Linked DNA regions of Mus musculus: regions 2, 3 and 4 are each linked to region 1. A link is a contact called in public promoter capture Hi-C data. All regions are on one chromosome and are shown on one strand. Each heading gives the region's core, a stretch centred on a gene start, on an enhancer-like site or on the middle of the called end of the contact. The rest is flanking DNA. Distances are from core to core; before and after follow the strand shown. Region 1 holds the start of Ccdc9b (coiled-coil domain containing 9B). Region 2 holds the start of Dll4 (delta like canonical Notch ligand 4). Region 3 holds the start of Nusap1 (nucleolar and spindle associated protein 1). Region 4 holds the start of Ndufaf1 (NADH:ubiquinone oxidoreductase complex assembly factor 1).

Region 1 (7,242 bases), core at 1,526-4,025:
TAATTTAACCTCTCTGAGTATTATGTCCTTATCTGTGAAAGGAGGCGTCCCTTTTCTTAGAGTTGTTGGTGTGGATAGACCAGACCGGCCCTAGATAGGAGGGGCACCCATAGGCGGTGAGCAAAATCAAGAACAATTACAAGGGGCTGCTGCCACCTAGAGGTCACAGCTGGCACATAGCCAGTCACCTACACATCCCTCTGACACCTTAGAGTCGAGTCATCGATCATATTATGGCTGGATAATATATCTGGCTTAATTATTTCTTACTGCAAGGCACACCCAAAGCGGATATTGGCCAGAGAAGGGGAAGAAGGTAAGAATTCTCACAGGTGGTGCCTAGGCCAGGTTTGCCCAGGCAAGGGACATACCTTACTTAGTTTCTCTGCCTTCTCCAAATAGGGATTGTGTCCCTACCCCTGCTTGAAGATGTACCTTCCCTGCTGAATCTGAGCTGGAAGTCATCTGCAAGGGTGCACGCCAGCTCCGGCCTCCTCCAGATGTCCCCTTTGCCCTTGGGCTCCGCGCTTGGGTCGTGGGTTTCTCACTTACTATCCTTTTGGCCTGGAGAAGGTATAGATGGGCATCATGGCTGAGCCAAGGGAGGGAGACCTGAGGTCTGGAAGTCTCAACTGCTCACCTTGGCTTTGTTTTCCATGGTGACAGCAAGTTCCACCCGGTGCCCCATGCTGAAAGTACCCGGTGCGTCTGCAGCATCTTCATCATCTGTCAGTGTGGTAGTCACTCCAGGTGAAAGGGGCGCCCTGGCCCAGTTTCTGCTGACCACCCTCTTCTCCTGCAGAGCGAGATGCCTGTGTCCTCAGGCCACATGGGTCATCCTGAGCAGAACCTGGGTGCTGGGTGCTGGGGGGAGGGGTTCCCTAGGTTTGGGTTCCAGCCCTAGGCCTCCCTGGAATGCCCGTGGCAAAGCTTGGCCCTTCAGGAGTTCACATGCCAATGGCATTAGTTATTCAGAGCTCAGAGCCAACAGAGGGATCCAAGATGCCACAAGGGCTTGTCATCTCTGAATCAAAAAAAAAAAAAAAAATCCAGAGTATGCAGACAATATGGCCTTATCTCTAAGACACTGATTCTTTTGCTTACAGCCCAGACTTCTCCCTCCTCTGCTTCCTGCAGGGTTTCGGCCTCAGGGTCTGGGGTAAGGAGAAGGCTGTGCTCTGCACATAGGGTTTACATGCAGAGCTGTAGGACTGGGAAAGTCTGTTCAAAGGTTTCTGTTTGGTAGCCTTTCATCTGTGGCCCTTTGGAGAAGATGGCAATAGCTTGGGAGGTCTGTTGTTGCTGGGAGACACCCAGAAAGGCAATTAGGAGAAATGGGATAGTGTTAACACCCCAGGCATGGTCCAGGCCTCAACCCTGCCTGTCTCCAAGGTGAGACTTACACCGGGAACCTGGCTGATGGTGACCGTGAGGCTGTCGGGTTGGAGGAGCCCTGGAGTGGTCACAGCCATGCCCCCCTGCTCCGCCTGCCGACGATCTTCCTCGATCTCCTGTGGGAGGGCCTGAAGTCAGCAAGGCCATGGCCCCCCAGGCTCACAGACACACAGACACTGACAGGCCTACACAGAAAAACACCAATGGGACACCAGGGGGCAGAGGCACCACATCACCAGTGCCCAAGACTTTGATGGGGGCATGGGCTAAGGCCCTCAGAGAGAACCCACTGTGTAAACAGCCTTTTGAAGGTAGCCAGGGACCCCAGCCACAGGAGTCCTCTCAGCCGACACAACACACTCACCTGGTACCTTCGTAGTAAGGCCTGGTTCTTCTTGCGCAAGGCAACTATCCTACGGTCCAGCTCGGCATCTTTTTCCTCATGCCGGCGCATTGTGGACTCGGCTTTGTGGGGCCCCTGTAGAAGGCATGGAACCCAATACAAGGAACGGATTTTAGCCCCAAGCTACAGCACCCAGGGTGAAAGAGGTTTCTTAGGAAGATGGTCTACAGAGGGCCAAACCCCACCCCAGTGAGGCCTGTCTGCCAGTTTGCCTACTGAGGGCTCAGGTCAGGGTTTCATACCCAGGGCCTCGGCTCCCAGCAGCAGGCTGCCCCTCCCCCTGGCTCCCCAGGGGGTTCTGCTGTGAGCACAGTCTGGAATGAGAGTTAAAAATGGCTCTGGCAGCCGAACCTGCCGTGACTGGGAAGCTGCCAGGGGATTCAGGAGGTCGAGGGGGGACACTTTGCCTCCCAAATCTAGAACCACACACACAGAGACAGGCTTTAGCTTGGTTCTGGCCTCCCAGGCACCGGACCCCACTCCCTAAGCCTGTGCCCAGTCCGAAGGAGAGAGCAGCTCCCACGGGCTCCGCGAGCCCTCCAGGTCTGAGCTGCTGACTGATGGGGCAGGAGAACAGCAGGCCCAGCTGGGAGCAACTCTGGGCCGAGCCATGCCTCTGCATCAAGATCTGCGGTTCTTCTCTGTCTGGCTGTGGGGTCTATGTTTTGCTCAGCGCCTTGCCCGGCCCACCACCTGCCTCCTCGTGGCTCTCTTTCTCCCAGGCCCAGCTGCCACCAGCTGTCCCCAGAATGTGGCTGCTTCGTAGCTTAGCTCCCTCCCATCCTCTAGAAGCCCCCCTGCCAAAGAGGAGGTGCCACTCACGGCCAAATGCATGGAAATACCAGGCGCTGAGAGAATTTCAAAACAGCTCCCGGGAGCCAGAGCTGGAGGGAAGCTGGAGCCACCAGAGCCGGCCCTGTCGGCCTCTCCCTGCCGGCTTCTGCTTCGCTGCTCAGCACAAGAGATCATGTTGTGATTACAAAAGAGCGCTCTGGGCTCCCAGCCAGGAACGCCTAGCCGCCACCCCCACCCTTCCACTCGCAGAGGGCGAGGACCGGGGCACCAGCAGCCGGCTGGTCTTGTCTAGCACATATCCCTGCCCTGCCTCAGTGTCCTCGCACAGGAGATCTAGGCACGAAGGGCCCACTTTCACCTGTGATCCTGAGCCCCAGTAAGACCCGCCCGCCTGTGTGTGCCCACAAATGGGATAGCTGGGTCTTCATCCCTCCCACTAGGAGAAAAAGGCAAGAGATGCAGGTTCCACACGATGGCTGACGGCCCTCCCTCGGGGCGTTTCTCTGCTTTCCTGCTGGCTGTCCAGTCAGCGCATTTAAGTCGTTAGATAAGAGTGAGAAACCTCCTCCCCAAGGCCATCTCACACCACCACAGACCCAAAATGCCACTCTCCCCCATTTGGTTTCTGAGCTGGAATGTGCTTTTCTCTGTACTCCAAGCATGGCCACTCCTGGAGGCCTAACTCTCTGGGTCTCCAGACCCCTACCATGCTAAAAGGAGCCTTTCTATGGGGTCCTTAACCCAGCAGAAGCTGGGAACAGTTAGCAGCCCTCTTCCCTTGGGATCCTCTCACAGAGCCCTTTCATCCTGACACTCCCAGGATAACATTTGCAGACTCTCAGATCCCAAGAAAGGACACAGACTCCTTCCCCAAGTAAGTATCTTCACACAGCCGAGGCCAGTCTCTGCCCAGGGGTGCCTAGGTCAGCTTCAGTTCTTATGTGGTCCTGACTTCCAGGCCTTGACATGAGTGTCACAAACTCTGGCATCCCCTATGTCCCTGACTGACCAGGCCTCAGATATTTCCCCTCACCATAATCTACCCCCACCCCGGTCTCTAGCCACCATGCTAAGGCCCTTTGCTGTCCAGGCTCTCGCCCCTGGCCCCACACCCCCATCTCTGCAGCTCCTGAGTTCCCATCCTGCTTGCAAATGCCACTGTGTACCCTCCTCCCTTCCTGCCGGATGTTCCCACTGAGTCAGACTCTTGTCTACTTTCCCAGCAACAGTGACGCACCCGAGCTCCTAGATCTCTCTCTCTCTCTGTCTCCCTCTCCGCTTTTGTCTACACACACATACACACACACACACACACACACACACACACACACACACACACACACACGTACAAGCACACACTTCCTCCACCTTCTCTGCACCCTGCCTCACAAATACTGCTGAGGTCAGCCTTATCCCAGAAACCTCCAGAAGTCCCAAGCTTCCCACTGTAACCGCCCCTGCTACACAGATCGCAGTCCGAGAGGGAGAGAGACCTAATGCAGCCCCCACTCTTTGTAATTTTAGTCCTTGATCAGGTTTAGAAAGGAGGGATGTAAACAGACTACAGAGACGAGGCCAGGTTTTTGTCCTTCTCAGCTTCCACTGCCAGCCAGTGTCAGAGCAGAGGGGTCAGGAGGCACAGGTAGACATCTGGCAACCCTGCAGATAGGATGACCCAGCCCCCTGTAAGAGCTTCAGGAAGATATCCTGAATGTAGACACAAAAGTTTCCCAGCCACCAGGCTGAAGTACCATGTACCCTGAACAGCTCCAAAGACAAGACTGAAGCTCCAGCTGCCGGCCACGTGTTTCCAAGTGTCACTCACAGCTTCTCACGCCCTTGAGCAGACCCCACAAAAACACGGTTTACCAGTCTGCTCTCCCACCGGACAGAGGCAGATTGCTATACTAAGTGCTCTGAGCTTCCCCCATTGCCTGGCCCAGTGCCCCCATGCCGTAAAGCCTCATTGCCTGCAGGATGAGTATGGAATTAGCCAGCACTACACTGTGTCACTGTGGGTACCTGTGCACAGGCTGTAACTGCCTTTCTGACCACTCAGATAGATGGACACAAGCTGAAGAAGGCAGGTGTGTCTCGACGGATCCCTGGAAGAGGGGAAATGCCGGGCTGTGGGAGGGGGCGGGGCTTGAGAATTTCCAGTTCGATATTTCCCAAACCAGGTGTCTTTTTCTCCAAGTCACCACTAGGGGGCAGAAGCATTCCAAAAGCTTGGCTGGCAATTGGAGTGGGGGTGGGGTTTCCTTCAGCCCCCTTTCTCACTATCATCTCCCAAGTCTAGCTCAATCCCACCTTCCAACTCCATCAGAACAGTCAGACTACACAGAGGTAAAAGCTTTATTTTATTGATGAGCCTGACAGGTGTTGTCTCTCATGCAGGCTACCTTACCTGTTTGTACTGCAGACGATACAAAAAGCCAGGGTGCTGGCCTTGCTGTCCCTAGGCCTCTTATTACAGCTACTCCACCAAAACAAGTTTGCTTGCGATGTCTCTCTATGCTCTCTCTTTCTCCTACTAGGGTTGGGCAGGATGACCTAGCCTGGTCTTGGATCACTGCTCTCCCCAGGTGACTCCCTGCACCTTCCCAGGTCACCTGCCAACTCGGGTGGCCACCACACCTTTAGGGCCTACGTCAGATGGACTTTATTGGTAGCATCTGGAAAGATACAGTTGGAGCCAACTTCAAGAACAGGATTGCTGGAAGTCCAAGCTTCTCTCTAGGGGACATCTGCCCAGGAGGAAAGGCTTAAGTCCATAGAGGTAGCGCTGCTCAGACCCTCTACCCCATTTCTGTCAGTGTGGACATCCCCACTGCTCTCCCCCACCCCCGCTCCTGTGGGAGACTGGTTGACTGAGTATAGTGTTTGGCCCTTGGCCTACTCCTCAGGCTCCGTCTAGGCAGAGGGAGATGGGATGGTGGATTCCAGTCTCCTTCCTCCTTACAGGCAATGGCTCTTATGTCTTTATAACACCAGGTGGCTATCCCTCAGTGAGTCATATGATGATAACATTCAAATACCTAGCAACATCCATATTTGGAATAGTATGTAGCCAGAGCAAGGTTCAGGCCGTTTTCCTCCTGCCTCAGGCAACTGCGCGGTGGTCATCTCCTCAGTTGAAGGAGTGCCTAAGGCTGCCTGCCTCCCTCAGTTCTGGGGTCTGAGTATGTCACAGTCATCTAGTGTGTGGACGAGGGATGACCTGAGGTGCCCCTTTAGTATCTTCTCTGGGTCTCTTTTCCTGTCTTCCACCCAACGTATCAAAGCCAGGCTCCTGCAGCACTGGTTCCAGACAGTCCCCCTGTGGCTGCTCCCTTTCCAGGCCCCAGGCCATTCTCTCGACCCCAGCACTAGGTGCTTCTGGGAACAGATCCTGTCCTTTGCCTGCCTGCAGATCCCAGAAGGCTGCTCCCACCCCAGTGCTTAGGAATGGCTCTTTGTTGGGGCTGAATCCTTAGAGGTCACTTGTGGGGAAATGTTGAAGAAGATAGACAAGGATAGGTTGGAGAAGGCAGCTCAAAGGACATTCTTTTCTGCTTGGCCTCAACACCACCCGCTCCTACAGTGGACATTCCTGTCTCATGAAGTGTCCTAATTCCTAGGCCTGGAACGGAGACCTCAAAGTACATGAAGTCGGGCTGGAGAGACCAGTCCTGAGCAGGTTCCAAGTCTAGGCCCCACCTTACCAAAAGCATGCATGCCACAGCAGGGTAGCTTCTGAAGGGAGCAGGTGACCTGCCTGTCTTCAGACTGGGTGTTGCCGCCTGGGACCTCACTCCATCCCTAACCTCCCAGGCTGCAAGGCCCATTCTGAAGTTACACCCAACCTGCAGCCCCAGTCTTAGCAGTGGGAGATGAACCCCAGTGTGGGACTGACCCCCTGTCCCCAAGACTCCTTGGGTTTGGCCTCTGTTCCTCATGGTGGAGACAGAGACTCACAGAGTTCTCCCAGAACCCTGTATTCCATCCCCCACCAACTGCCACCCTTGGTAGAGGCTGAATTTTGCCTGCATCTGGACCTGCCCATCACACGCCATTGGCAGAGCATCAACTGTGGGCTTCACCTAACCACATAAGCAAGACTCATACAGGAAGAGGCAGAAAAACAATGGTGGCCCACCCCCACTGCCGTGTGCGTGTGCGTGTGTGTGTGTGTGTGTGTGTCTGTGTGTGTTGAAACAGGCTTTCCCTGACTTTCCTGGAACTCACTCTGTAGACCAGGCTGCCCTGGAACTCAGAGATCCACCAGCCTCTGTCTGTGCTGGAAATAAGTAAGGATGGTGGCCTTTACAAGCAAAAGGATGTCCGGTTAGGAAAGTAACAGCCAGACTGGGGAGGTCACTAGAGGGCAGCCTCAGCAGTGACAAAGTCAAGGAGCTTCATTGAAGATCCCAAGGCAGGGCTGATAAGGCTCTGTGACAGGCAAGGAAGTAGAAAGTAGAAAGTCTCAGATGGGCCGGTTGAGGGAACTGGGCAGTGTCCAGACACCAGAGAGTGATGCTGGGGCCTGGAAGGGCCCTGTGGGATCTGGGGAAAGAGAGAGCAGGGGAAATCTTCAGGGAGACACAGAGCCAGGACAGTCTCCAAGTCTCAGGCCAGAAGTCCTCTTGGGAGCAGAAAGAGCTAGCCTG
Region 2 (7,237 bases), core at 1,296-3,795, 560 kb after region 1:
CGAAAAGCTGTAGGCCCAAGAAAGAGCTGTAGTTTATGGGAACCCAGGTCGTATGGCTTAGAGACCTAGGGGCCATCTACATCAGGGTCAGAGCCAGATGGCCCTGACTAGAGGCCTGCTATGAGCCTCACAACCTTCCATTCCTTTGAGTAACCAGAAGGGTGTTGTCTTTCTTCCACTAGAGAGTTGGTTCTACTAATTACGGAGTGACAGAGAAGGACTCCAGCTGTGTGGTCTGGAGAGACACTGGGCACCACAGCTTGAGCCCTTGGTGCCTAGCAATGTGGGTAAAGATTGATACCAGCAGATGGGAACTCTAGCAGGGACCCAAGGCTAAGGGTGGTGTTCCGAAGAGGAATATTGTAATAGGTGCTTCTGGTAAAAAGAGAGAGAGAAAAAATGAACACTTTTTCCTTCTTAGGTCAGAAATTTTATAAGTGGGTGATTTGTCCATTTCTGAGGAAAATGGTGATTCCAACTTTTGTTTGGCCCTTCACTATTTGCCAAATATTTTGGCATACTAATGTGTATGAGGGTAGGCCACTTCCAAAATAATAGATATCCCGTGTGGGAGTCTCCCTTGAGAGTCAAGCAAGTGCCCGCGTTAGAGTTTCTACTAACTCCCAGGCTAGGATTTTGAGATGAAAACTGTTAGATGAAAACCATTAGAGTCAGGTGGGGTTGCAAGCCCAGCTCCAAGGAGAGAGAGGGAGCACCCTCTGGCACTCCAGGCAGGTCTACGGTGCAAAGAGGATGCAGACAGAGAGGATTTGGAAGTCCACTTGCCAGGACCGCCGGGAGGTACGCCCCGAGCTCCCCGTCCCTCGGGCCTGGGACTCGGCTTGCCCATAACCTACATTAACTCGCTAGTGCAGCCTGGGCCCATCTGCCGGCCCCCGCCTCACCTCGGTTCCCCACGCCAACCCGCTCGCGCCAGATGGTGGCTGGGAGGGGTGGCCGTGCGTGGGGGACCCCGGAGCCTGTCGCCTCACCTCACCCCACCCCCCACCCCACGCTCACAACCTCATGTTTCTTACCCCCCCCCAATTCTCCATCACCACCACCCAAGTCAAAATATCAGACCATGTTCGTCATTGGCAGCTGTTGGGTTCCACTTCCCCCTACCACGGCCTCCCTGGGGCTGGAGCCGCGTCCCTGCTCCCCTCAACCCCCGCCCGCACTGATCTTATCGTCCGACCATAGCCAGCAATCACCACGCGGGAGGGCTGACAGCTGAAGCCACAGGGCCCCCACCGCTCTCACTGTAGGAGAGAGAGAGAGAGAGAGAGAGAGAGAGAGAGAGAGAGAGAGAGAGAGAGAGAGAGAGAGAGAGAGAGAGAGAGAGAGAGAGAGAGAGAGAGAGAGAAATCTAGCACCCCCCAAAACTGGGAGAAGCCAGCCCTCCCCGGTCTGCAGCCTCGGGGGAGCACGACGGGTTCTGGGAAAGCAGCTGCAGGGTTTGCGCTCGGAGGCCACCCGGGAGAGGCGCGCGTGTGACATGGGTGAAACCACCCGAAACTCAAACAACTCTATGCGCCTCCAGTTCCACCCTACATCCTGCCCTATGCAGAGAGATCTAGACCTGATCAGCCTCAAGCTCTCTCACCTTGCCTCTCAAGTGGCCCAAGGAAATTCTGGAATTAAGAAAGTTTCCTCCCTACTCCAGCGGAGCTAGGGGACGCGGGTGGGGGCCAGGATGAGGATATGGAGACCAAGCGCGACCCAGGTGAGATAGGCACTGAGGGAAAAGACTAGAACCTCATTACCATACAGCTGAGGACCCCCCCCCCACTTCGAGAACCACGCCCCCCACCTCTCTTTCGAACCTCTAGTCCTGGCTCTAGCACGAGCCAGGAGGGAGTGGGGGTGGGGGACAAAGAGAGAAGGCACGCGCTGGGCACGCCCTGCTGCTTGAGGTGACACGCCTACCAGGTGCAGAGAAGACCAGAGTCCTAGACGCTTGGCCCTTTGCCTTGCTTGGAATAGCCAGGGAAAGGTTAAGGCGTCGGATGGCTTCCCTGCGGTGCTGGGGACGCGTGGAGGGTGGGCACACATAGGCTGGAGGCCAGCGAGGCAGGAGCTACCTAAAGTCTGGAAAGGAAAGGGAGATCCAAATCCCCTGGTCCTGCTTTTTGCTTTCCTAGTTTAAGCTTTCCCCACCTGCTAGAGGACTGTAGGTATCTAATGCCTGGATCAGGTGCACCGCCTACGGGGACCCCTTAGAGTTTCCACCCCCTGGACCATTCGGGAACCACCTCACCTCCCGCCGCATCACTGGGCTACCCTCCTATCCTCTGGTGGCGAGGGTCTCAGCCTTTAAGCAGACGATCTCTAAGGACTGCTCGCCGGGCACGCGCAGAGCTGGAAGCCCAGAAGTTGGAAGAGGGGCGGGGACCTGCGCCCTACTGGCTGGCTGACAGGGGGAGCGGCGGGGGCGGAGGCCCCCTCCGGTGGGTGCTGGGACTGTAGCCACTAGAGGCCTGGAGGGGAGGGGAGAGTGACCGTGAGTCTGTCTGACTGACAGGCTGCGAAGAGCAGCCAATATATATAAGAAAGGCTCTGGAGCAAGCAGGTTTCAGTAGCGGCGCTGCTCGCAGGCTAGGAACCCGAGGCCAAGAGCTGCAGCCAAAGTCACTTGGGTGCAGTGTACTCCCTCACTAGCCCGCTCGAGACCCTAGGATTTGCTCCAGGACACGTACTTAGAGCAGCCACCGCCCAGTCGCCCTCACCTGGATTACCTACCGAGGCATCGAGCAGCGGAGTTTTTGAGAAGGCGACAAGGGAGCAGCGTCCCGAGGGGAATCAGCTTTTCAGGAACTCGGCTGGCAGACGGGACTTGCGGGAGAGCGACATCCCTAACAAGCAGATTCGGAGTCCCGGAGTGGAGAGGACACCCCAAGGGATGACGCCTGCGTCCCGGAGCGCCTGTCGCTGGGCGCTACTGCTGCTGGCGGTACTGTGGCCGCAGGTAATGTCTCACGTCCTCTCCGCCCCCTCCCGCAGCGCTCCGGGCTTGCGCCCCGGCCCCGGCTGAGCCTGACCGCTCTCCTCCCTCCTTCTCTCGGTCCCTGTGCAGCAGCGCGCTGCGGGCTCCGGCATCTTCCAGCTGCGGCTGCAGGAGTTCGTCAACCAGCGCGGTATGCTGGCCAATGGGCAGTCCTGCGAACCGGGCTGCCGGACTTTCTTCCGCATCTGCCTTAAGCACTTCCAGGCAACCTTCTCCGAGGGACCCTGCACCTTTGGCAATGTCTCCACGCCGGTATTGGGCACCAACTCCTTCGTCGTCAGGGACAAGAATAGCGGCAGTGGTCGCAACCCTCTGCAGTTGCCCTTCAATTTCACCTGGCCGGTAAGCACAACTTAAATGCACCGGGAGATAACCGAAGGGAAAGAAGGGAGCGCCGGGACACCAGAGCTCCTTTCCAAAGCGCTCTCTGGAGAGCCCCAAGGGCTCTTTCTCTTCTGCCCCCGCCCCCCTGTTCTCTCATAGGATCATCCCGGAGAGGCTTTGGTTAGTCTTTCCTCCCAGTTTCTTCCCTTTCCTTCTCCCCAATTCTTGGGATACGAATTTCATTACCAAACCCCCAACGCGGCGCCGCCCGCCCACCCCCCGGCTCTCACTTACACTCCCGCATCCCTCATCCCTCCCCTGCCTTCTCAGCTCGCGCGCAGCGCTGCGCGAACACCAGTTATGTTGAGCCGAGCTCCGTAACTATATCCTGCAATTAGATTAATTAAACAGGCTGCTGCGAGGCACCCCCTCCTTTCCCTCCCTGCTGATATCGCTATCTCTAATGTCCCCCACCCCCCCTTTTGCTTCCCAGGGAACCTTCTCACTCAACATCCAAGCTTGGCACACACCGGGAGACGACCTGCGGCCAGGTGAGTATCTAACTTCTCGGCCACAGGGGGGCGACATCACACAGCGCCGAAAGAGTTAACCAGTTATAGGCGGGGGTGGGGGTTGGGGACGCAGGCTTGGGGGGTGGGGGCCAGGACGCTTAGCTTGGCCGGAGCTGCGCCCCGCGCTGGACGCTCGGATTCCGCTCGCTGCCTGGACTCAGAGCACAATTGCGTTTCCTGCGGGTTATTTTTGGCGTGGGAACGCGGGGAGCACGGCGGTGAGAAAGGCCGAGGCTGCCAGCGCCGCTGACGGGCCTCTTCCTGTATTTTACACCTTTTGCGAATTCCGCTCCTTTGGAAAGGGAATAATGGCTTTGGGATGTTGTTCTGACACAGAGGAAAAGGATATTTCACCAGCACAACAATTCTCACTTTGAAAAGGAAAAAGAAAAACCATTACCTACGTCTAGAACAGAACCCCTTGCTCCCAGTTCTCGAACCAGAAAACTTCCCCCTTTAAATTTTTTCTTTTTTTCCATTTTGACCTCTTTTCCTCTTTCCCCTCCGTATCTGCCTCCACAACCCTAGGATATCTTAACATCCGTCCATTGTACCCTTTTTTGAATGCTATCAAGCCCCCTGCACATGCACACACCCAGGGAGACTAAGTAGCAAGATTCTGGGACCCTCTGGCCTGTGCTTACTTGCAGGTAGAGTTAATCTAGATAATTAGAGTGTGAACTGACCACCATAGTCACAACTAAAGAGAGAGTTGGCAGCAGTCAACTCTCTCTGAATCAGGTTGGCTTTCTGAATCAGGTTCTCTGACCAAAGCCTCTTTCTGCAGAGACTTCGCCAGGAAACTCTCTCATCAGCCAAATCATCATCCAAGGCTCTCTTGCTGTGGGTAAGATTTGGCGAACAGACGAGCAAAATGACACCCTCACCAGACTGAGCTACTCTTACCGGGTCATCTGCAGTGACAACTACTATGGAGAGAGCTGTTCTCGCCTATGCAAGAAGCGCGATGACCACTTCGGACATTATGAGTGCCAGCCAGATGGCAGCCTGTCCTGCCTGCCGGGCTGGACTGGGAAGTACTGTGACCAGCGTAAGTAGCCAGGCCCCCTGTGAGAATAGAAGGGATGGGATTTTCCCAAGAAAGCACTCAGAATGGGTCTGTGCTGGGTCTCAGGACCAGCTGGGGATGCTGTACTGTACCCTTAGTCTCAGAGCCTCCTCCGCAGTGCTTAAGCCTACAGGGTCCTTATTCTTCATCCCATGCAGTGTGATGTTCTCCCACCCCCTCGTCCCCTGGTCCCCTTTAAGATAACCATGGCTCCTCTTGGAGGCCAAGAGCAGGAAGTGAGCCCAGGGGAGCAGGAGAGGAGGTTGAAGCTTCAGAGTCCATGGTACCACAACCTCATCCAGCCCAATTTCTTTTCCTTAGCTATATGTCTTTCTGGCTGTCATGAGCAGAATGGTTACTGCAGCAAGCCAGATGAGTGCATGTAAGTGGGGACAGGAAACGGGAGTAGGGGGGCTCTCCCTTGTGAGCAGGTCTCCCATCTTACACTGGGCTCCCCTCTTGTCTTAACAGCTGCCGTCCAGGTTGGCAGGGTCGCCTGTGCAATGAATGTATCCCCCACAATGGCTGTCGTCATGGCACCTGCAGCATCCCCTGGCAGTGTGCCTGCGATGAGGGATGGGGAGGTCTGTTTTGTGACCAAGGTGAGTAAGGGAAGGAGAGATGGGGTGGCAGGGCCTGAAACTAGAGATGGTGACTGGACACCTTTCTTGGTGGTCAGTAACTGACTTTCCTATTATTCTATTATTGTTCAAGGACAAGTCTCAGGACTTGTCTATGTGCACATGTGTGTGTGTGGTGTGTGTGTGTGTGTGTGAGGTATTAGGAATGGAACTCAGGGTCTCTAACATACTAGGCAAGCACTCCACCTGTGAGCTCTACCCCAGTCCACTCACTGCTTTTAAAGGCTCTTTACAACTGACCTAAAATGGGATGGTGGGACATTCTTCTCCACATCCTAAAGAGCCAGGATGACTAAAGAGGCCAGGGGTAACAGCTTGGCAGCCTGCAGCTCATACTCATAAATTCTAGCAAGACTAAAGAGAAAGGGAAGGTTAGCGCTGTTCCTCTTTCTGCCTTGTAGTTACCTATTAACCCCCTGAGTGTTTGCTCACCTTCCAAGGCTCTCCCCTAAACAGCTGTCTGGTGGGGTGTGCCCACTGGCTGCCCTGGGCTGTAGCCAATCCAGGCCTTTGGATAGAGGGAACATGTAACTGCCTTTTTAGTGTGGCCACAGCCACCTGCCTTTCTCCAGTGACACTTGCCAGGCAGCTGCCTGAGCTCACACAGTCTCTACCTGACATTTGAGGGTTGCCACTCTTTTGCCCACATAGGAGTCTTTGAGCTCCAGTCTTATAGAGAGGGAATCTTTTCTTTTACATCCCTGTAGCCAGCTGCATCCTCCCATTTTCAGGGTCAAGTACTGTGCCTGCTGCCATGGCAACACCACACGGGCCTGGAGAGGATGGGGAGTGGGTTTGCCAAGCTGGAAAAAGCTTGCCTAGGTCCTGACTTATTGCCAGAATGGAATTCAGTCCTTGTATGTTTCCCCCCTTCTTTCCCCTCACTCCTCTCCTCCTCCCCCCCGCATCTCTCTCTCTCTCTGACACACAGAACTTCTCTTCTTTATTTCTGATCCCAACACACACACACACACACACACACATACATACACACACACACACATATACACACACCACACACACACACCACACACACACACACATATACATACACACACACACACATATACACACCACACACACACCACACCACACACACATACACACATACATACACACACGTACACACACACACACCACACCACACACACCATACCACACACACATACACACACACACACACCCTTTCTGCCGTCCACATTTGCTCCCAGGTGACAGTCGTTTACTCACTGTATGCAAACACAACCCTTCCAACCCCTCTGTTTGCTTTGTCTGGCTCTCCCTCCTTGTTCTTCTCCAACAAGAAAACAAATAGCTATCATTCAAAATACACTTTCAACACCTCCTTTAGAAGATGCCGGTCCTGCCTGTAGTGGCTCTTATGCCCCCTCACTCTTTCCACCTGTTGAATTTTTACTCTTCCTTCTAGTCCTTCCAGGCATGCACCTCCTCTATGAAGCCTTTCCTGACTTCCTCATTGGCTAAGGGCCTCTTCTTCATCTTGCTCTGGCTGGAAATGTTTGTGAGCATACCCAGCAGGATGCTGGCCAATTGTGCTTTGTCTCCCACTTTTGGTATACGTATACAGTTTAGATGTAGTTTCAGGCGAGTGAATGCTCAGGAT
Region 3 (7,554 bases), core at 4,667-7,166, 860 kb after region 1:
TGAGGTGAGTCACAATTACAAAGTAAAAATCCTGTCTCCAAAAGGAAAACCCCAAATGAAAATGTGTGTATATAAGTAACCACACTGGGCTGGTGAGATGGCTCAGCAGGTAAGAGCTCTGACTACTCTTCCTAAGGTCCTGAGTTCAAATCCCAGCACCACATGGTGGCTTACAACCACCCGTAATGAGATCTGATGCCCTCTTCTGGTGTGTCTGAAGACAGCTATAATATACTTGTTTATAATAATAAATCTTTGGAGCCGGGCGTGGTGGCGCACGCCTTTAATCCCAGCACTCGGGAGGCAGAGGCAGGCGGGATTTCTGAGTTCGAGGCCAGCCTGGTCTACAAAGTGAGTTCCAGGACAGCCAGGGCTATACAGAGAAACCCTGCCTCAAAAAACAAAACAAAAAACCCAAAAAAACAAATTAAATAAATAAATAAATCTTTGGGCCAGAACGAGCCGGGCCGACCAGAACAAGTGGAGTTGACCAGAGTGAACAAAGGTCCTAAATTCAATTCCCAACAACCAGATGAATGCTCACAGCCATCTGTACAGCTACAGTGTGTACCCATATACATAAATAAATAAATCTTTAAAATAAAAAAGTAAACACACAACCAAATTTACCTCTGCAATCTTTTCTGGTAAAGGTACATTATGAAAATCCATTTCAGATGTATTTACTATGGCATTTGTTTTTAACAGATAGCTAGAGAGAAAACATAAAGAGAAAATATTAGTACTATTACCAATAGAACAAACTGAACAAAACCTTCCTTATGGCTTGAAGCAGCTTACTGGGGGAGGGGACGGGAGGGGACACACGATTCAATTAAAACCACAAACTGCCTGAACCTTTCCCATTCTCATGGACAAAACTATCTCAGGAAAAACTAAAGACAAATCCAGAATCAGATGAATAACCACAACTGGTAAAAAATTTACAATAGGCCAGGCATAATGGTGCATGCCTTGATCCCATCACTTTGAAGGCAATAGCAGGTAGACCTCTGTGAATTTAAGGCTAGCCAGAACTAGATTGTGAGTTCCAGGTCAGCCAGGGATAGAGAGACCCTGTCTCAAAACAAAACAAAACAAAAAAAAATTAGGAAAAAAATAAGATGATGCTTTTTAATGCTTGCATTTTTGTTTCTTTTTAAATATAATTCTAAATAACAATAACTTCAGGGAAAAAAGAAGCCAGGCACCATGGTTTATGCCTTTAATTCATCAAAGTTCTCTAGAGAAACAGAATTTGTATAATGAAGCTGGGTGTGGTGGTGCACACCTTTAATCCCAGCACTTGGGAGGCAGAGGCAGGCGGATTTCTGAGTTCGAGGCCAGCCTGGGCTACAGAGTGAGTTCCAGGACAGCCAGGGCTATACAGAGAAACCCTGTCTCGAAAAAAAAAAAAAAATCATGAAAAGAAAGAAAGTAGAAATTTACAATATGTTACTGAAGTATAATGGTGTCCTGTGGGAAATTGCATGAATAATTGGGAAAGCTAATTGTTCACTGAATGGTCTCATAGTTACAGGTGACTTCCCTTATAAATGTTCTGGCTCCCATAAATCACTACAAACATCTGAGTACATTAAAATATATTAGTATCTGTATGTTTGTTTATTTTTCAAAACAGCATTTCCCTTTGTAACACTGGCTGTCTGGAACTCACCCGTAGACCAGGCTGGTCGAGTACTAGGATTAAAGGTATGCGCCACCATGTCTGGCTAAGTAATCTTAACTTGTCAGCCATTTCTCTGATCTTTCAGTTTCTTGTAATAAAATAACTTAAGTTAAATGTTTAGTTAGAAGATTGTTTCAGCCCCCAATGGAGGAGCTAGAGAAAGTACCCAAGGAGCTAAAGGGGTCGGAAACCCTATAGGTGGAACAACAATATGAACTAACCAGTAACAACCCGCCCCACCCCAGCTGCATATGTAGCAGAAGATGGCCTATTCGGCCATCATTGGGAAGAGAGGCCCCTTGGTCTTGCAAACTTTATATGCCTCAGTATGGGGGAATGCCAGGGCCAAGAAGTGGGAGTGGGTGGGTAGAGTGGGGGTGGGGAGGGTCTGGGGGACTTTTGGGATAGCATTTGAAATGTAAATGAAGAAAATACCTAATTAAAAAATAAATTAAAAAAATAATAAAACAATTAAAAAAAAAAAGAAGATTGTTTCAGGATATTAGATCACACTGTGAACACAGAAACTGTATACTGGAAAAACCTGTGGTGTGGCTCAGCCCTAGCACACACTTTTAATCTGAGAGCTGTTTATTGTAAGAAAGATTGAATAAAGTAACCTTGGGTCAAGAGGTGCAACAAGCAGCCAGTTGACAGGAACTGAACATAGGAAAATCCCACAGAGACAGAGAGGGGTCAGGAGGATAGATAGAACAGGGGCAGTGGCACACACCGTTAGTCCTAGCACTCCAGAAACAGGCAGGTCTCTGTGAGTTCAAGGCCAGCCTGGTCTAAAAAGCAAGTCCAAGCAACCAGGGCTATTACACAGAGAAACCCTGTCTTGAAAAAAAAAAAAAACCAGCAAAACAAACAAACAAAAAAAATTTTTTTGAGAGAAAGCATCCTGAGCACTAGCTAGCTTTTGTTAGGTATTTTGTCTCGCCATGAGCCGAGTAACCAACACAGGCCTCATTTCAAACTCCTGGAGCAGAAAATCTGATTGGCTTAATTGGAATATATATATGTATATATATATACACACACACACACACACACATACATATATATATATATATATATATATATATATATATATGCCTCTGAGTTATCTATGATGACACTATTTTCAAAAGCATACCTTCCAGAATTTTCCTTAGTGAAAGAACACTCTTAAATTAGTCCATATTAAGACACAGTATAATAAGCCATCTAAAGTAATCACAATATTTATTTTAAGATTATGTTTTGTCCTTATTGCAGATATATATGTATGTATGTATGTATGTATGTGTATGTATGTGTATATATGTGTGTGTGTGTGTGTGTGTGTGTGTGTGTGTGTGTGTGTGTGTGTGTGTATAAAGTAGTGCCTAGCCTTTTGCATCTTCTTTGGTTATAAACACCTGGACTTTCCTAGAATCTTTTAAAAACCTTATTTAATAAGTAATGTCTCTACTCACCACAGCATTTTATCACTAGAAAGGCAGAAATGGCCTCTCAAGGCAGCCATAGCAGCATGGGTAGAATATAAATGGAAACCAACAGGAGTCCCACAGGAATTACAGAATAAAAGGTTGTATGTGCTGGTGGGAAAGGAAAGAAGCAGAATATAAAATAATGAAAAGCTAGAATAAATATAACAATAACTGCCCTCATCAGGTCTAGTGGTAGGATCTACAGTGGCACTAACACTCAGAAGCACTGGCAGGAGGAAGTCATTTGAAGCACCTGGATAGACTTCATCAAGTTCACTGGCTCTCAAGTGGGCCATAGAAGACTCTTGTTTCAAAGAAACAAAAACAAAGAACATAATTTATGACAAAAAAAACCAAAAAACAAACAAAAAAAAAACCCAACAAAAAACCTTCAAAACAAAAACCCCTCAAAACTAAGTTTGGTACTGCCTCTGACCACTTGTGTAGTTCATGGCTCCCTACCTCATAAAGAAATTTACTACTGTCCTTAAGATGTTTGGGTTTTGGGGCTGGTGAGATGGCTCAGCGGGTAAGAGCACCCGACTGCTCTTCCGAAGGTCCGGAGTTCAAATCCCAGCAACCACATGGTGGCTCACAACCACCCGTAACGAGATCTGGCTTCCTCTTCTGGACTGTCGGAAGACAGCTACAGTGTACTTACATATAATAAATAAATAAATAAATCTTTAAAAAAAAAAAAAAAGATGTTTGGTTTTTTTTTTTTTACTTCCTTAGAGGTAGCATCATGTAGCTTGCTGGGACACTGGATCATGAACACTGAAGGACTTAAGGCAGTTCTAATATATAAACAAATACAATTGTTTCACCATTTCCTTATATAGAACAATGTCAATTAAATTTTAACTTGTATTCATTATAATAGTCTGTCAGTCTGGAAGACAACAGGACATAATATCAGGCAGTGGAGTAGAATAAAGATTTTTCTCTACTCTCACTCATTTTCTTGAGTGCTGGGATTAAAGTCACCACCATGCCTGGCCAATGCTTTAAGTACCAATAGATTGTAATCCATAAAGACTTTTTGAAATAATTTACAGTAAGTGTTGTGCCACATACAATATAAACTAATAATCAATTACTGAGTTCAAAGACAGTAAAAAAGGTATTTCAAGACCACAAGGTTACTAGTAAACGTGACCATTTACCTCAGTCAGAATGCACACAAGCAGAGGAACACAGTGAGGAAGTCAGGCCTAGATTCATAGCTTAGCAGGGAATGGTGCCTGCAGCCAAGCTTGGCAACCCAAGTGTGATCCTGGGCCTGAACCCCTCAAAGGTATAGTCTCACCTTCATGTGTGCATCTCGGTATGTGACTACACACAATAAATAAATAAACAAACAAATAAATGTGATAAAACTGTTTTTAGATTATAACTTGGAACAGAAATCTAACTCTATTCTTGCATGCATTTTTCTTGATATAGGCAAACATTGTACTTCTGAGCTATAGCACATCTCCAAATCTGTAATTAAATTTTTGTTTGTTTGGTTTTTCAGACAGGATTTCTTTGTGTAGCCTTAGCTGTCCTGGAACTAGCTCTGTAGACCAGGCTGTCCCTGCATTCACAGAGATCCTCCTGCCTCTGCCTCCCTAGTCCTGGGATTAAAAGTATGTGCTACCACCGCCAGGCTTATAATTAAAACTTTTAATCAGGCTTTTTAAAAAAGAGGTTGGCCAGGCGGTGGTGGCGCATGCCTTTAATCCCAGCACTTGGGAGGCAGAGGCAGGCAGATTTCTGAGTTCAAGTCCAGCCTGGTCTACAAAGTGAGTGCCAAGACAGCCAGGACTATACAGAGAAACCCTGTCTCAAAAACAAAAAAAACAAAAAAAAGAGGTTGGGTGCAGGTTCCCATGCTTGTGATCCCAGCACTTGCAGGCAGAGGCAGAATTGTAAATTCAAGGAAAGACCTTTATTACCAATATCAAAAGTAAAATAATTTGTAACTATATCAAAAATGTCACTTCAGGGCCAGTGAAATGACTCGGTGGGTAAAGGTATTTGCTACCAACCCTGAGAAATTATAACTAATAACTAATAACTAATAACTAATAGTCCTAGTTCTCTCACAGACCTTAAAACCTACATCCAACTTTAACTTTCACCAATGCCATGTTTATATGATTCAAACCGGTAAAGAGTTTACAACTCAAACATACTCTATGGAGAGCGTAAACATGTCACAAGACAAAGTTTCTTTCTTGTTTACAACAGTTACATACTCTTCACTGTCATTAAATCGGGAAATATATAGAGAGCGCCACCTCAGGAATTCTCCACACGTACCTGGACTTGAGAAAACCTTCTATGCCAACCAAAAAGGGCTCTAACAAAACGACGTTGTTTGTGACTTCTGGAAGACAAAACGGTTTTGAGAAGAAATACCTGCCAGCAGATTCATCTGCCCATAAAACTTAACAAAATGGGTGGGGCTCAGCCAAGGGCGCTGGGTTAGCTCAGGCGACGGCCTGGGTTTGAAGCCCAACTCGGGAAAACAAAACAAACCCCTCCCTCCCCTGGGCAGTACTGTCCCCCATTCCTCATCTGCCTCTGGTCTATCTTCCTCACAAACTACCCTCGCCTCACTCACTGGAGAAGGCCAGGGCGCCGAGGGACCGCGACAGGTCCCAGGCGAGGTGCAGGGTGTCGCCGAGCACCGCGTAGCACCGCGCGCAATGAAACACGGCACATCTCTCCGGCTCCAACCACGCAGGCAGCCGCAGGTCGACAGGTGACGCCTTCACCTTAGACTCGGAGGACCCGAGAGGGGAGAACCCTTCCACCACCTGAGTGTCCCACTCCATGGAGGAGGTAAGAGAAAAAGGTGTATCACAAGAGTCACGACGTGACTGGGTCTCCAAGAAGCGAAGACTGCGGCGCGAGAGAGTCGCCATATTTCTTTGAAGCGCGCGCCTCTTTCTCGCACGCTCCAAGTCCCGCCCACCTGTCTCCCTGCGTCTTCATTGGACAATGTTCCTGAAAGACACGCTCTCAATACGCTCAGCGCCAGCATATTGGTATAGTTTGCGGAATAGCGGTCTTCAGCCAATCACGCTACTGGCCCGCATCGGAAACCCCACCCTCGAGGCAGTTCAACCAATGAACTTACAGCAGTCTTAATTTAAACTCCATATATAAGTCGGCTTGTCAACGTCTTGGGTGGCGCCAGTTTTGAGCCGCTCTGTTTTGAGTTGTGTGGCTGTTTTTCTGGGAATCACCGAGATTGCAGAACGCGATGACCGTCCCCTCTGCAGAGGAGCTGGACTCCTTTAAGTACAGCGACCTGCAAAATTTAGCCAAAAGGCTGGGCCTCCGGGCTAACATGAAGGTACCGTGCTGGCTGGCGGTGCGGGCAGTTGGGTGGGCGGGGTAGAAGAGACCAGGGATTTGGGGGACAGGGCGCGAAGTGACTGAGAGGAAACCCCCGAGGGACGTTATTTTGGGAGGAGTAGGTAGGTTTTGTTCACAGTGACTGGAATTTGTTAAACGAAAGAAAAGCCGAGGCTGTTACTCTAGTTGGAGGCTTTTTTTATTATATTTGGAGAACTTATAAAGACTTTTTGTTTTTTGGTTTGGTTTGGTTTTGGTTTTTCAAGACAGGGCTTCTCTGTGTAGCCCTGGCTGTCCTGGAACTCACTCTGTAGACCAGGCTGGCCTCAAACTCGGAAATCCACCTGCCTCTGCCTCCCAAGTGCTGGGATTAAAGGCATGCGCCACCACTGCCCAGCTCTTATAAAGACTTCTTAATGGAAATGCTAATACTTCCTGGTACCAAATGGGAAACGAAGGCCCATAGGACGTAATCAGTGTAATTTCCATGCCAGTTATTAGGCAGTTGAAGAAAAACTACTTTAAACGACTTCTTCTGAAAAACTCTACTTACTGTTCAGTAAACTATGACACTACCTTCACTCTCGTGAACCTTTAATGGGATGCCTGTCCACCGTGATCTAGTATGATTGTCCATACATTAATCACTATTGTGATGGTGGTCTTTTTCAAAACCGATAAGGTCTTTGAATTCTGAGTTTGCAAGGTGTTCAGAGAAAATGTGGGGATTCATTGTGAGATTGGACTTGCTATATTGAAGCTTGCCCACATGTATATACCAGAGATTTGTACAGCAAACTGCTATTTGCACTAAATCTCTAATTAGTTGTCATAAATGTTTTTAAATGGTTTAAATAGAATAATGTGGCCATAGGTACACCTTTTATCTGGCTGAACGGCACTGAAGAGTACTTAGAAATGTTTCTGAGTTTAGTGCTTAATGGCTCCCCAACTTATTGTCTAAAGCTTAGTCCTTCAGGTTTTTGCTATCTTCTCCTCTTCCTCCTCCCCCCCCCTTTTTTTTTAATGAAATAAAGT
Region 4 (6,823 bases), core at 2,251-4,750, 900 kb after region 1:
GTTAGAGAGGGGAGTTAGAGACGAGAGATGAAAGGCTAGAGTGAGCCACGTGGTACTAGAGTTGAGAACAGTTGTGTGTATGCATAGTACACACATCACAGATGCAGAGAAGTAACAACAGATGTGTTACACAGCCATTAGACATACATGTGCAACTGTTACTCCTAGGTGCACAGTGCCACACGCAGATTCCTACCTATGTACTGGAGACCCAAGCTCGGGCCCTCAAGCTTAAATGGCAGAGACGTTACTCACTGGACCATCTCTGCAACCCACAGCAAAATAATGTCAACTATGAATATAAGTACCAGATGTGGTGGCACACCCCTGTAGCATCAGGAGTTCAAGGTCATCCTCAGCTATAGTTAGCTCAAGGCCAGCCTGAGCTGCATGAGAGACCCTGCCTTAAAACCAAGAATAAAGGCTACAAGGTGACTCTAGTCCAAGCTGGAGATGCCAATCTCCCGGGATACCTTTCAAAGTCCATCTTCTCTGGATTCTCAGATGCACCACTCTTCTCAAACCCAAAGTAATGCCCCCTTTTACACTAAGGCCAAGCAGTTACATACCTCCTTATAAGGCAAAACAGATGTGTTCACTTACAGAAGAGCAAGTGTCAGTTACAGCTCCCGCTACAATCAAAGTCACTGAGAACAGGCCACACCTACCCGTGGAATCCTGGAGATCATGGCACAGTATCCACTTTGTCTACTGTCCCCATCCTGAGGAGGCTCAGAGCTCAGAGTTCCATAAAGCAGGGCACTTCGGTTGTTCTTGCTCATTTTCAAGAATATTTCACTTCTACCTCCAATTGTCTTATCAGAAGTCACTATCCACTTATCCAAATCTTCTTTTTCACGAAACTGCCAGACAACCCTGGCTTGTTCCATTATGACCTCTTGTAATGGGCGGCCGTCTGGGCCTCTCAAATGAGCCACAATTTCATCCTTCAAACGTCTAAAATGTTCTATTGCTTCATCTCTAATTGCTTTATCAAAACTAACTTCAGGTGTCCTGTCAGGAGAAGGTGCATCCAAAGCAACTTCTTTGTGGTCATGTCCTTGTAAGCCCTCTTCAGTCTTTCCCTGCTGGGAGGCTCTGTCAACAGAAGTCACTTTTTTCTGAAGACTACTGGAAGAATAGTCTACACAGTGACTACCCACAAATGGAGGTAATGCAGCCCTTGGCCTCAGGAAATTTTTATGAATGTAAATGCCAGTCAGTAATTTGTGAATGGAAGACATTGCCATCGTAAGAAAAAAGTATTAAAATGTAAAAATTTGCCCGGGCTGAGAAAACAAGCTTCAACAATAAGCCCAATTCCACCTATAACAAAAGAAACACCAATTATCAGCAGAGCAATGAATAAATATATTACAAGTTCAAACTCAACATAGACCATGAATTATGACATTCATATTTTTCCCCAATTTACTCAACAGTGGCTTTATCAGAAGCAGAGTATTAATTGCAAAAAAAAAAAAAAAAGGTAAAGCCGGGCAGTGGTGGCTCAGGCCTTTAATCCCAGCACTTGGGAGGCAGAGGCAGGCAGATTTCTGAGTTCGAGGCCAGCCTGGTCTACAGAGTGAGTTCCAGGACAGCCAGGGCTACACAGAGAAACCCTGCCTTGAAAAACCAAAAAAGAGGGCTGGTGAGATGGCTCAGTGGATAAGAGCACCCAACTGCTCTTCTGAAGGTCCGGAGTTCAAATCCCAGCAATCACACGGTGGCTCACAACCATCTGTAACGAGATCTGACACCTCTTCTGGAGTATCTGAAGACAGCTACCGTGTACTTACATATAATAAATAATAAATATTAAAAAAAAAGAAAAAAGAAAAACCAAAAAAGAAAAGTACCAATATAGTGAAATTTGGTGACACATGCCTGTAACCCTAGCACTTGGAAGACAAAGGCAGGACAATCAGGAGTTTAAAGTCATCTTCAGCTACATAGCGAGTTCAAGGCCACTTGGCCTACAAGAGACCTGTCACTAAACAAAACTGCCATGATGAGAAATGCAGCCTTAGCTTCACAGAGCTGATGATCGACCCCAAATAATTCACGTGTGCCACAAGCTACCTTGAGAGGCTGTGTCAACTTTAAAGCAGATTTTCCTTGTGTTTTTAAAAATTATTTATTTTACCATAAAATATATTTATCATATATTTTACCCGCTGAGCCATCTCTCCAGCCCCCCCACCCCCCCACTGAAAGTATCTTAATGGTTGACTATTCAATGTTGTACGTCCAGGTCCCAGTATGAAGCTCAGTATCCTGAAAACTTATTATTTGTTGAACCAACAGCTTCATAATCCTTTATCTCTGTCACAAGCGTGAGGGTTTACATGCCTATATAATTCCCTCTAACAAGGGGCTTCTTAAACTTTATAGTCCCTTTAAATCATCTGGCAGTTTTGATAAAATGGGCTTCTAATAAAGTAGACACAGGCCTTGAATCAAAGTCTCCTTCCTCAACCTAAGTGTTAAGATTACAGACATTTGTTACCATGCCCAAATATATGCTGTACTTTTTCTTCTTTTTGATAAGGGTCCCATTTGACACAGGTTGGTCTTGAACTCCTGATCCTCCTGCCTCGACTCCCAGGTGATGGCCCATCAGCTCATGGAGAACACTTTTTAAATATCAAAGTCCCGGTAAGATTTGGGTGCACCCTACAAAACCCAGCACTTGGGAAGTAGGGAAACAAGGATCAGGAATTTAAGGTCATCTTCTGAAATGTAGAAAGTTCAAGGGTAAGGTGGACATTATGTGACCCCTTTTCGAAGAAAAAAAAGAAAGCAAAATTATAAAAAGACAAAAAATTTTGATAAGGAAAAGGACTTAAATAAGTAAGAAGGTAAAATGGTGGGATTATAAATAACATTATTTAACCCTGTTTTCCAAACATTCAGACGTCTTATTACTTTTCTAACAATACTACAACTTCGTGTTTTGTTTAATAATTTCTTACAAGAAACTCGGTCAAACTCAGTAACCGGGTGACGTCGGTCCGAAGCTAACTGTGAGTTTTTAATAAGATATTCACACCGCTCCTAGCAGTATGACTGTACTACTGAGTACAGAAACGACTGTTCAACCTAGGGCTTCCCATGTGCCAGCAACTATTCTCCGTGTGTTTTTACTGACTTCTCACGATAATCCTGACCCTGAGACAGGTACTTCTAGTATTATTCCAATTACAAAGACTAAAAAAAAGGAGATTCCACAATTAAATAATTATTCGAGGTCACACACCAGAGACCAAACTCACTCTGAAGACCAGGCGTTCACCTCTCGGCAGGCGCGGGGTTGGTCACGTCCCAGCCTCCTGAAGCTAGGCGCTCCCGAGGAGTGGCAGCCCCTCGACCCTCACCTCACCCGCCAGGACTCTTCCCGACCTCCTCGTCCCTGCAGTTCCCACCTATGAGAAGGTTCCGCTCACCTTCTCAGACCCCACATTCGGCTTCCCCCGAATAGTCCTTCTACTTTTCTCGCCCGGTTCGCCACGCTTCCGGTTGTGGTCCCGCTACTTTTCCTGTCCGACATCAAACTAGGTGTACAGTAAACAAGAGCTTCAGATAGTTCAAGAGTAACGGAAAGTATCCTAAAGCGTAAGACAACCGGAGGCTTCAGGTCCTCAAAATTCCCCAGCGGGGTCGCTTTCTGAAATGTCCTGTCATTTGTGAGCCAGCTCTTCGCTCAGCTTCTTGTACCCCGCCCCCGTATGTAAATACCAATCCTCTTTTAAACAGGATCTCTGCACTGCTATCGCCTCTTCACTTCTAGATGCCTGGCCGCTTGGGCCTCTTCTTCCCTGTAGTCCCTTGAGAACTGTCTGCTGCGTGACTTTAGAAAGCCACTTAACTGCCTTTGGAGAGCCACTGTACACCTAGATAGCTATCAATCCTGGCTTTCCTCAGTCGTGCCCCTATGTAATCCACACAACAGAGCTTGTGCACACTTCGATTAAAATGTTTTCCAACTTGGGGTTCACAACCTGTGTCCCAAGTCAGCCCCAATCACCCATCCTCAGTAGGCCAGTTAAAAGAGCCAAATTAAGAAGTAAAAGTAAGCCTGACATGGTAGTCCATACCTTTATTCCAGCTCTGGGGAAGCAGGGGTATTTGTATCTCTGGGAGTTCCAGGCCATAATTTCCTGGTAGCTATCTAAGTATAGGTATATAGGTATAAAGGTGTGTGTGTGTGTGTGTATGTGTGTGTGTGAGAGAGAGGGCGGGGGGGAGCACCACAGTCCCTCTAATCACGTTCAACTTTCATCCCATAGAAAGGTTGAGGCCCCTCACTCTTCCAATAAAACAGTCTCAGCCTTTTGAGTCTGTCTCTTCGCCTAATTTTTCTTATAAGAACTGTGAAAATCTGTTTCCCAGAGACAATTTGGGGGGTTGGTTGGTTGGTTGGTTTTTGCTTTTTCCTTTTCCTACTTAAGATTCCTTGGGAAGCTCCCATTTCTTTGAGGTTCGTTATTGAAATAATCTGATAGATTGAGAGACACAAAATGTCTCTTTAGAGTATCTTTATTTTTGTTAGGCTGGTTCCTGCACATATGTAAGTGCAACATGTGTACTTTGTTCCCTCGGGGGCCTGAAGGTATCAGAACCTATGAACTTAAAATTGTAGGCACCATGTGAATGCGGAGAACCAAACCCTGAAAGTGTTCTTAATCACGGACCCATCTTTCGAACCCTCATCAGCTGCTTTTTACCTCTACTTGGTGAAGCAGAAAATCAACTTGGGGCTTTGTTGTGGATTCTTGAGAAAAATAGGACCTTTAGTACGTTTCTCTCATCCGTATGCATCGGGTTTTGCTTTCCTGTTTATCTTTGGACTCTTTTGAGCAATTTGGGGTTCTTTTCAATCATTGGTGCAGTTTCTGTTCAGGATTGGTTTTGTTGTTCGGCTTTGTTTGTTGAACAATGTTATCATATTATTGCTAAATAGAGGAACTGTGACCATTGCAGTGGAGAGAGAACTCAATGGTTTAGAGAACCTAACCTTAACTCAGTTAGGTACTACAGAGACAGGGAGATGCAACTCTGCTATTCCTTCGGTGGTAGGCGTCAAGGAGACATGGTTAAGTAGCCTATGTCTTGGGCTTGCTTTTCCCCTGCTGTAACCTGTGTGAAAGGAGCCTGCCAACTCTAGGAAGGAATATGGCTTATTGAGGATGGGTGGCTGGACATGTCTCAGGGCACAAGTTGTGACCCAGAAATTTTAAAAACCTAATATCATTGTATTTTAATTTTTAGGATTGATTGCTTAGGGGAATCATAGAGTGTGTTCAAAAGCTTGAACTCAGGTTATAAGGATTGATGGTAGAGTACCTCCCCCTGCCGCAGCAGTCCTAATGGCTCTGAGTACAGAGGTACGCTTCGCTTATCCTCAAGGAGACCCATGTCTCAGAAGTTTCTCCATTTGTTTGCCTGCTGTGCTTCATGAAAGTTAGCTGACCACTGAAGTCTTTTATAGATTACATGCTATAATCTATACAAGATTACAAGTTAGCTTGAAATACTTAGGGTTTTTTTTTTTGGTTTGTTTTTTTTTTGTTGTTTTTTTTTGTTTTTTTTTTTGTTTTGTTTTGTTTTGTTTTGTTTTGAGACAGGATTTCTCTGTATAGCTCTGGCTGTCCTGGGACTCACTTTGTAGACCAGGCTGGCCTTGAACTCAGAATTCCACCTGCCTCTGCCTCCTGAGTGCTGGGATTAATGGCGTGTGTCACCATGCCCAGCTTGAAATGCTCTTCTTCTTCTTTTTTTAATAGTTTAATGTATTTTAATAGCAAACTTACAGGAACAGCACACAAGACTGACAACATTAAAAACATGTACTTGTATGTAGGACAACTCAGTTAGAAAAGTATAGTGAATGGATGGAATCTACTGTGTGATAAAAATGCTACAAACACCATTTAGTTGCTGTCAATAAGAAATTTACTTATTTTTAAAAAATCCAAATGCTGGCATTGTCCAGAAAATTTTAACAGGTTTATTTATAATTGTTATAAAGTTGAACTCTTGAAATGTGTTCACTGAAACATTTTGCTTCCATTAATGCTTTACATCTTGCATTTATATTAAAAATTCACACACAAATGAACATGGAGAAACGCCAATACCTGATTCTGTCCCCTATGTTTCCACTCGCAATCATATACTTAGGTACCTTTGACCCCATGGAAAAAATATCTAATATTCAGAACTACTGATAACAGGAAGAAGAGGAAAAAAATTTTTTTGAGAATGAAATGTTTCCCCTCATAGTGGACTCTTAAGCACGTTCTCCGCGTATGCGGCGTGCTAGCTGGATATCTTTTGGCATAATTGTTACACGTTTGGCATGGATAGCACACAGATTGGTATCTTCAAAAAGGCCAACCAGATAGGCCTCACTTGCCTCCTGCAAAGCACCAATAGCTGCACTCTGGAAGCGCAGATCTGTTTTGAAGTCCTGAGCAATTTCTCGCACCAGACGCTGAAAGGGGAGCTTGCGGATCAGAAGTTCAGTGGACTTCTGATAGCGTCTGATTTCACGGAGTGCCACAGTGCCAGGCCTGTAACGATGAGGTTTCTTCACCCCTCCAGTAGAGGGCGCACTCTTGCGAGTGGCTTTTGTAGCCAGTTGTTTCCTGGGTGCTTTACCACCGGTGGATTTGCGGGCAGTCTGCTTTGTAAGAGCCATGGTATGGACACCTCCTTACTTACCCCCCCTTCTCCTTCGGCTGGAGCTCGGCAAGGGAGAGGCGGCGCTGGCGTTGGAGAGCGGCGGCGGCGCGGCGAAGGCTGCGAACACAATTCTGAA

What was found. Promoter capture Hi-C pulls out the DNA fragments that hold promoters and counts their contacts.
Region 2: a promoter capture Hi-C map of pre-B cells shows a contact between it and region 1, with 2.6 times the contacts expected there. The contact joins the promoter of Dll4 here to the promoter of Ccdc9b in region 1. A contact is called at or near these places in 3 of 39 promoter capture datasets (embryonic stem cells, liver and pre-B cells), 1 of 484 Hi-C or Micro-C datasets (embryonic stem cells) and 1 of 115 datasets of contacts at active chromatin or transcription factors (pancreatic cancer cells).
Region 3: a promoter capture Hi-C map of pre-B cells shows a contact between it and region 1, with 2.3 times the contacts expected there. The contact joins the promoter of Nusap1 here to the promoter of Ccdc9b in region 1. A contact is called at or near these places in 2 of 39 promoter capture datasets (liver and pre-B cells).
Region 4: a promoter capture Hi-C map of liver shows a contact between it and region 1, with 2.6 times the contacts expected there. The contact joins the promoter of Ndufaf1 here to the promoter of Ccdc9b in region 1. A contact is called at or near these places in 2 of 39 promoter capture datasets (liver and pre-B cells).

What each region holds. Positions count from the first base shown.
Region 1 is chr2:118,759,886-118,767,127 of GRCm38.p6, forward strand. Ccdc9b (coiled-coil domain containing 9B) reads right to left here and starts at 2,776. Exons shown (of 11, transcript NM_001001982.2): 1 at 2,621-2,776; 2 at 1,760-1,873; 3 at 1,404-1,511; 4 at 641-796; 5 at 436-564. The coding sequence starts at 2,767.
Region 2 is chr2:119,323,239-119,330,475 of GRCm38.p6, forward strand. It overlaps Dll4 (delta like canonical Notch ligand 4), which reads left to right and starts at 2,546. Exons shown (of 11, transcript NM_019454.3): 1 at 2,546-2,968; 2 at 3,077-3,349; 3 at 3,825-3,882; 4 at 4,691-4,954; 5 at 5,294-5,354; 6 at 5,444-5,574. The coding sequence starts at 2,903. Gm14207 (predicted gene 14207) reads right to left here and starts at 2,959. Exons shown (of 4, transcript NR_030683.1): 1 at 2,743-2,959; 2 at 1,930-2,091; 3 at 1,607-1,738.
Region 3 is chr2:119,612,382-119,619,935 of GRCm38.p6, forward strand. It overlaps Nusap1 (nucleolar and spindle associated protein 1), which reads left to right and starts at 5,917. Exons shown (of 11, transcript NM_133851.3): 1 at 5,917-6,514. The coding sequence starts at 6,422. It overlaps Oip5 (Opa interacting protein 5), which reads right to left and starts at 6,124. Exons shown (of 6, transcript NM_001042653.1): 1 at 5,777-6,124; 2 at 5,473-5,539; 3 at 3,151-3,273; 4 at 631-712. The coding sequence starts at 6,080.
Region 4 is chr2:119,659,334-119,666,156 of GRCm38.p6, forward strand. It overlaps Ndufaf1 (NADH:ubiquinone oxidoreductase complex assembly factor 1), which reads right to left and starts at 3,501. Exons shown (of 5, transcript NM_027175.4): 1 at 3,276-3,501; 2 at 669-1,326. The coding sequence starts at 1,250. It overlaps H3f3c (H3 histone, family 3C), which reads right to left and starts at 6,819. Exons shown (of 1, transcript NM_001370931.1): 1 at 5,783-6,819. The coding sequence starts at 6,703. The coding sequence ends at 6,293.